Linked DNA regions of Mus musculus: region 1 is linked to region 2. The links are chromatin contacts, called in public HiChIP or PLAC-seq maps. All regions are on one chromosome and are shown on one strand. Each heading gives the region's core, a stretch centred on a gene start, on an enhancer-like site or on the middle of the called end of the contact. The rest is flanking DNA. Distances are from core to core; before and after follow the strand shown.

The links. HiChIP or PLAC-seq counts read pairs in DNA pulled down with a chosen protein or histone mark.
Region 1: a contact with region 2 is called in an H3K27ac HiChIP or PLAC-seq map of extraembryonic endoderm stem cells. The contact joins the promoter of Spock1 here to the enhancer-like site in region 2. A contact is called at or near these places in 4 of 39 promoter capture datasets (embryonic stem cells, hippocampal neurons, second pharyngeal arch cranial neural crest and 1 more), 11 of 484 Hi-C or Micro-C datasets (cerebral cortex, cortical neurons, embryonic ectoderm and 6 more), 7 of 115 datasets of contacts at active chromatin or transcription factors (embryonic forebrain, embryonic stem cells, extraembryonic endoderm stem cells and 3 more) and 3 of 9 other capture datasets (adipose tissue, liver and pancreatic islet).

What each region holds. Positions count from the first base shown.
Region 1 is chr13:57,906,377-57,910,346 of GRCm38.p6, forward strand. Spock1 (sparc/osteonectin, cwcv and kazal-like domains proteoglycan 1) reads right to left here and starts at 1,956. Exons shown (of 12, transcript NM_009262.3): 1 at 1,816-1,956; 2 at 1,026-1,211. The coding sequence starts at 1,211.
Region 2 is chr13:57,861,513-57,865,416 of GRCm38.p6, forward strand. The region is part of intron 2 of Spock1 (sparc/osteonectin, cwcv and kazal-like domains proteoglycan 1); the gene reads right to left. Among named protein-coding and RNA genes, the nearest start is that of Spock1, 45 kb to the right of the region's middle. Within about 2 kb of position 1,974, at least 4 of the 459 cell types and tissues checked have an H3K27ac peak or open chromatin away from gene starts, as enhancers often do. A contact at or near this core is called in extraembryonic endoderm stem cells, where this site is marked.

The DNA of each region.
Region 1 (3,970 bases), core at 706-3,205, 45 kb after region 2:
TACCTCTGTATATAACTGTGATGATGTCCAGTGGCATGGCTCAGGTCACCCCTTTAAATATATATATATATGGTATGGCTCAGGTATATATATATATATGTATGTATATATATATATATATATATATAGTGTGTGTGTAATTTATTATATATTGCTTTTTTAATGTTCTAACACATAAACTACTGCATAAAAACAAAACATTCAAACATAAAAGCTTTACTCATTGTAAGTCTTAGACATTTTTACAATACTGAAAGCATCTCGGGGACAGGGATTCCTAATGTCCCCTTAATCCCTACCACTCTGGGGAGTCTTTGAAGGGGCTGGGGAGCAGGTCCTACTGGAAGGGGGCTTCTTGCCCCATCTTCTGGAAGCACAGAGGTATGTAGGAGCCAGGACTGTGGCGGAGACAAACAGCAGATGTGCCCTGATGCCCCAGGGTTTCTCCCCCACATCCCACCTGGCACTCTCCTGGGGAAAGGATTCTCTGATTCTCTGCGCTGCCTGTTCCCTTTTCCCTTCCACTGAAGTCTGGAAGACTCCAAGCCACTGCACTGTTCCCTGCTATCCCATCAAGTTCATTGCCAGGAGGCCCCCAAGACCTCCCCTCATGCCTGACCTCATGGCTTCTTAATAAATGAGCTATACACATCACTAGAGATTTTTTTTTCCTGATGCACCCAAAAGATAGCCAGATCCTGCAGCTCCCAGGACCTTCCTTCCAGGGTTTGGTAAAGTCAGTCTGCCATCAGTAGCTCTCAGACACTTGGAGAGCCCCTCTCCCCAAGCTGCTTAAGGTTTGTGCCCTGTTTCTGTGAGGACAGCTGCATCGATCCTACAAGTGCACATACCTGGAATACAGGTAACACGCAAGAGCACCCAGCCTTCCAAGTTCTCTTTAAAGTTCCTCTCAGGCTAGACGGATGCACTGTGGACCTCCATGAGAGGTTTGAACCTACCACCCCCAACCCCTACACTGGTCTCTGAGCCCCCCCCCCCCATTTTCCACCCCCAGCCGAACTCACATCTCGGAAGCGGTTCCAGTACTTGTCACGGTCATACTGGGAGACAGTGCTCAGCCACTGGTCATTGTCTAGGAAATTGGCGTTGTTGAGGGCCGCGCCACCGGCCAGCGCGTCCAGGTGCCGGCTGTCCACTTGGAGGAAGCACCACGCCGCGGCGGCCGCCGCGAGCACCGCGATCGCTGGCATCTGGGGGCAGGGCACACGGGCGTGAGCCGGTGACAACAGGGCTACCTCAAGCCCCTCACTCCCACCGGGTGTCTGGGCGCCTAGGGGCGCGCACAAGCTGCAGCGCCTGGGCTCACCGCGGGGACAGGGTGGTCCCTCTCACACCTGGGACGGAGGTTGCACCTGGAGAGCCCTTATGCATGGAAACAGCTACAAACGCAGAGCCTAGGTCACCGACTCGGGGCCGCCGTCAAACTACTGAAGACCCTCTCACCGGCTCTCCGTTGTGGGGCTCCAGTACATCTCCCCCAAAACCCGGATGCTCAATGTGCCAGCCGCACTCCCACAGACGGGCCCCACAGCTCTGGTGTAGGGATAGGGATAACGGCGCTCTGAGCATCATCCCAGGCTCTGGCAGACGGGGGCTTTGGGGTGCCCTCAAGCCGGGCTTCCCGTTCCCAGCTAAGGCAAAGGTCTCTCTGCTCCCGGCCCGCGGCTTCTGCGCAACAGGGACACGCAGAAATGCCCCCAGGCCCTGACCCTGCCAGCCCGGGAGATGGCCTCAGGAAGGTCCCAACTACGCCAAATATGCCAAGTTGGGGCTCAGTGTTCTGCGGACACGTACCTTGGGAGCCCGCCCGAGTCCCGGCGCCCGAGTTGCTGGGGTTCCTGTACCGCGGTGGCTGGGAAGGCTGATGCCCGGCTCGTTCCCTTGCGCACCTGCCGCCGCCGCGCGTCCGGCCGCTTTGTGAGCCCGCAGCGCTCTGGCTCGTCTCGGGCGCGGCGTCCGCGGGCGGAGAAGCCTGAGCTCCTAGCCGAGGCCTCTGGCGCCCCCTGGCGGCTACTTGGCGCTCAGCGGTCCCATCCGGGAGCGTGATTCATTCGCAGCTCTACAGGGCTGACACAGATTTCAAGCTCAGGGAAATGATGTTAGAAGGCCAAGAAGTCGCCAGTGTTGAGGGACTCTCAACGAGTAAGTGCTTGGGACACCCGTCTCAGAATCTCTACGGTGGAGAGAGGAGACTCTCTCCAAGAGTCGGCCCTTTAAATGAGTCCCTGTTGCGTCTTGTGCACAGACAATATTTAGGTGAACTTCTCTACTCCCTGGTTCAAGCCATACACCCAGCATCTCTAAGTCTGATCTCCAACCAGAGCCACCCCTAAGAGTCCTGTGGAACCGACCTCCAGCTTCAAGCACGGACAGAAGGAGAAAGCTGGCCTTGACCCAGCCCTCTCTTCTCTTTCCAAATACTCAGCGTGTTTGGTTTAATAGGGGTGGGAGCGACTTAACAGGTGCATCGCTGCCTACTTCTTGGCACAGCTATAGCCTATAGCCCTGAACACACACACACACACACACACACCAAACTCAAAACCCTTCAGGACACTTCCCTGAGAAACACCCAAACCCTAGTCCCCTGCACACCTGGTCCTTGCCCTCTTACCCTTCTGCCTCTGTTTGCCCCCACCCACCCACCCACCCCTGCCTTCTTGTCCCCACTTTCTACACAGGCTAGCCTTGGGGTCAGACCCCAGTGGCAAGGGCTCCTCCAGGCCTGGGATCACTTTGCCCCTGGGCAGACTTGAGCTACCAGAATATCTGAATGCATTCTGCAGCTGCCTCATCTCCATTTGTTCCGAGATTTGTGGTCCCTGTGATTCAGGCCAGGACCTCGGTGACACTGCCCTGAGAACTCAGTGTTTCTCCAGCTGCAAGCTCACTGCGCTTAAGGTCACTTATGGCAAGCGTGACCTTCCCGTGGGCTGGAACTCTCTGACAGTGCGATCTGCCTTGCTCTCAGCAGCTGCACCAGTCATGACACACCACCAACAGTCAGTATCAGAGGGATCCTGAGCCCTGCTTTTCAATATGCCACCACGATGATGTGGCCGGTTGTGAGTCGTGCTGTAATAATTGGGCAGATGGCATGGTTTAAGCATGTGAATTGCAGTTCTTGTGCATTCTGGGAGGCCTTAGTACAGGAGAAGTGGAGTCTTTTTTTTTCATGTTGGGGAAACACCTCACCCAGAGAGTATCTTATCACGGGGATGAACACAGTGAGTATCTGATGTCATAGCTGGAGAGAGAGAGGCTTGGGATAGTGAGAGGAATGCATCTCATTTCAAGAGAAACTTATGTGCCAAGTTGGGGCTCAGTGTTCTGCGGACACGTACCTTAGGAGCCCGCCCAAGTCCCAGGACCGCAGTACCGTGGCTGGGAAGGCAGCTGCCCGGCTTGTTCCCCTGCGCACCTGCCGCCGCAGCCGCCGCCTTTGTCCCGCGCTCTAGCTCACATACGGGCCTGTGCAAGCATTACCTCTCATTCCCCAGCCATGTTTTGTCAGCACCCCTGTTCTGAAGAGTCACACCCGATGTCATTTTTGCCTCCTCATAACCAGTTCTTTCATCAAGCCATCTTAATCTACCTTTGAGTTAAGTGATTGGCCACACCAGCCGCCTGCCCTGCTCAAGCCTGGGCTCTTTCTATGAACTCCTGCAGCATGGCCATTCCTGGCTCTTCAGTCGTCACGGATCATCTTTTCCAGTCGTCACGGATCTTTTTTTGTTTTGTTTTGTTTTGTTTTGTTTTGTTTTGTTTTGTTTTTCGAGACAGGATTTCTCTGTATAGCTCTGGCTGTCCTGGAACTCACTCTGTAGACCAGGCTGGCCTCGAACTCAGAAATCCGCCTGCCTCTGCCTCTGCCTCTGCCTCTGCCTCTGCCTCTGCCTCTGCCTCTGCCTCTGCCTCTGCCTCTGCCTCTGCCTCTGCCTCTGCCTCT
Region 2 (3,904 bases), core at 724-3,223:
ATTTGAGGTCTTCCAATTTTTTATATAGGCACTTAGCATTATAGAGTTTTTTCTTAGGTCTAACTTCATAATTCAACTTTGATATATCGTGTGCTCATTTTCATTCAGTTCTAGAATTTTTTTAAAAATTTCCTTCTTAAGTTCTTCAATTCTTCATCATTCAATAGTGAGTTGCTTGATCTCCAGGAGACTGTGGACTTCCTATAGATTCTAATGCTATTGATATCTGGCTTTGTTCCATGTGGTCTGATAGACTGCAGGATATCATTTCAAACTCCTTACACCTGTTGAAAGTTGTTTTGTATCCTAATATGTGATCAATTTTGGAGAATGTTCCATGTGCTACAGAGAAGAATGTGTATTCTTTGGTGTTGAAAGGGAGTATTCTATAGATGTAATACGCTTCATGATACCATTTAAATCCAGGGTTTCTCTGCTTGCTTCTGTAAGAGTTGTCTGTGCTGTAAGTGAGGGACTGAAGTCACCCAGTATCCTTGGGTTGGAGCTAACCCATGGCTGCAGGTCTAACAGTATTTCTTCCATTGAATTGGATGCACTTATATTGGATGTATTAATTTATATATGCTTTGAAATTATAATGTCATCTTGGTGCAGTTGTCCTTTTATGAGTATGAAGTGACCTTCTTTCTTTTCTTTTCTATCTATCTTGTCAGATATTAGAATGGCTACAATGGCTTGGTTCTTGGATCCATTTTTGGGGATGCCCTTTTTCATCCTTTGACCCTATGATGATGTCTGCCTTGGGTGGTGAAAAAGATGGATCTTGTTTTCTAAGCCAATCTACTAGTCTGTGTCTTTTTGTTAGGTGTTTGGACTCTGGAACCAGGGTAGGACCAGGCCTGACCCAGGGAAAGATCCAAAGGCACACATAGAATTCCACAAGTCTTCCCACGGGTTTCAGACGTTAGCAGAGGCCTGCACTAAGCAGGGTAATGCACACAAGTGCACACAGTTCTACAACATATGTCAGTGGAAGCTGTGGGTCCAAGATGGAGGCTGGATCTGACCCAGAATAAGGCCCACAGCCACTCAGGGAATCCACATCTCCTCGCACAAGCTTCGGACCCAGGCAGACTACCCATATTGACCAAAGGACAGAATATGACCCTCAGAAAAATATGAGGGATATACTATCAGTCTCCAAATAGCAATTCCATGGAGGAAAAGAATACCTCAACTTTATCTGAATTAGTTCTTAGAACATTGTAAATAAATCTATTGAAGAAAAAAAGGGAGTATTGAGATCACCGGTGTGTGCTATCAAGCTTGGTTTATGCAGTATTGGGAATCAAACCCATGACATCTTAAATTATAGACATACCAGGTTCCTATCATGAATGTCTTACATTAGTATGGCATGGATGTTAAAATGAGTTAGCAAATTAACTAATGAACAGATACTGAGAAGTTAGTGACCAAAAAAATTAAAATTTAAAAAATTAAAAAAAGAAAGGAAGGGAATTTAATTTTTGAAGAAAAATGTAAAAAAAAAATAAAATAAAAACAGGAAGTCTTTAATCTTATGCTAGACCCCATTAATAACTCAGCTACTCCTTTGTTTCACATTTAATAGCTAACTTTTCTCCAATTTTCTCTCCCTCTCTTCTGATAATGGCTCCACTATCTCCCTGGGCTTAAAAGCATAGATCCTCTCCCCATTAATGCTTTGTCTCTGACAGCTGTGAGGTGCTATCAATCCCATTCGTGTCTGGCAGTTGTGTCTTCCTATTCATCCCCATTATTCTTGCTTAGGCTCCTCCTCCTTGCTAACTCGTCTGCACCGGTCTTTCCTTCCCACGGCACCTCTGTTGTCCATCTATCTTGCTCAACTATGCCAGAGGAATTTTGCCAAGCCAAAAGTCTTCCCCTCAAAGCTCCCCAGTCCCTGTGGAGCACTCCACTACCCTGAAAGCCACTGACTCCCGGCCCTGCCAGCCTCGGGAGGGAGCACACTGCCTAGGCTTCTTGAGAGCTATGACTGTTTTCCTCCTTGACCCTTGACACAAGAGCATCCTCCAGTCTCCATCGACACATTCCTTGTTAAATGCTCCATGCTCCCCGAGCTCAGAAACCCATGCTTGGCCACTCTGTCTCTGCTTCCCTGATGCATTCATTCCTGCACACTGTAAAGTTTCAGAAGTAAGTTGTCACAGAAAGCCTCAGTGTTGCCCCAAGCTCACATCTCAGTCTCTCCGGGGTGAACTAAATGCTCACAGAGCTTTCCACTCTGTGTTCATTTTTGTAGGGCACCCGTCATCTCCCATGCTCTTCCATTGTGTTTTGAGACAATAACACAGATAGGAGAGTTACACTAAGCATAAACAGACTCCTGTAATCTAGCCCCAGATAGCATAGAAGAGCTACACTAATCCAGCTAACGTGCACTCCTTTTAACGTTCATGTAAATCCGCTTCTCATTTGAAAATTTAACAACTTTCATCTTAGTAAACATCTCCCCCCTTGATCTATACAAAAATAATAAGGGATTTAGCTCATCCAGACTTTACTTAGTCCCACACAGACATTTTATGCCTCCTTTTGAAATCTTACTCCTGCTGTGGCACATTAATTCTGATACGGATTGCAAACGCTGCGGACAGCCCCACTGATTGGCTCCAGTTGCTCACGTTAGTTGCCTTCAGAGAGCACTGTAACCTTCTAGCTAAGCATGTCTGTATTTCTCTAGTTCTGCAGGTTAGGACAGTTTCACTATCTGTGTTTTATACCAGCAACCCTATCAACTGTTTTGTAAGGTGTATTTTCCTTTATTTACTTTTATCATATGTTTATGGGTGCTTTACCTACATGTGTGTATACACACCACATGTGTGTTTGGTGTTCATGGAGACCAAGGAGGGGGCATCAGAGACCCTGGAAGAGGAGTTACAGAAGGTTGTGAGACACAATGTGAGCGATGAGAACTGAACTCAGGCCCTTTGCAAGAGCAGCAAGTGGCCTTAAGCCACGGAGCCACCTCTCCAGCCCTAAGAACTACCCTCTTTAATTCGTTATGTGTCCAACTGGCATCCTGCTGACTCAACTGGAATGAGTATGGATGACCTGTCCCGTATAATAACTTCTGGAAGAGTTTTCCACAAAATCCAGCAGTGACAAATGTCTAGGCTGTGGCTCTGCCCTGTGATGGAGGTTGTGTTTTTATTGCCTGTGTTACGGATACAAACGCAGACTTCTCTCTGCTCACGTGAGTAAGCATTCTTCCTCTGCTTGTCCCCTCCACAGTACCGTCAGCTCTGCAAAAGCCCAGGGTAAATCTTCAGCTGGTCTGAGCTCCACTTTTGTCCTTGGTGCCTTTGTCTTAGTGAAAGTGGCTACATGAGTCCAAAAGCAAACCCTTCCTTGTTTCCTGAAAATGTCCAGGTTGCAATAAAAATCCAGGATGGGAGCCCACAGGTCTGAGCTTTGGGGGTTGGAGGTTATGTGACTTTTAAAAGTCAAATTCAGAAGTCTTTTACCAGGATTCATGTTCTTTATCTTCATTCAAAGCAACAACAAATGTTAGAGAGCTATAAGCTGTTTCCATACATATTATAAAGAATGGGTCCACTAAGCAAAATAGACGAGCTTCTAAATAAAGCTCAGGACCAGAACCCATGTCATCTTTCCAGAGATTATGGCTCCGCTGTCAACACACCACCAGGAGATACACCCACCCTCCCTGAGTCAGCTGAAGAGTCACTCAGAGACCTTGGAGTGTGAAGCTGCCTCACATACACCTCTCATTAAAAATAACTGTCAATTCCCTGTGTGCTCTGCCTGATTCTCGTGGGTATCTACAAGAAAGTAAAAACAAAAGCCTGAGCTTTCTTTCCCATAAACAGCACATGGGTGAGAAATTCTCTATGTGAGACCAAGGGAGCTCGGT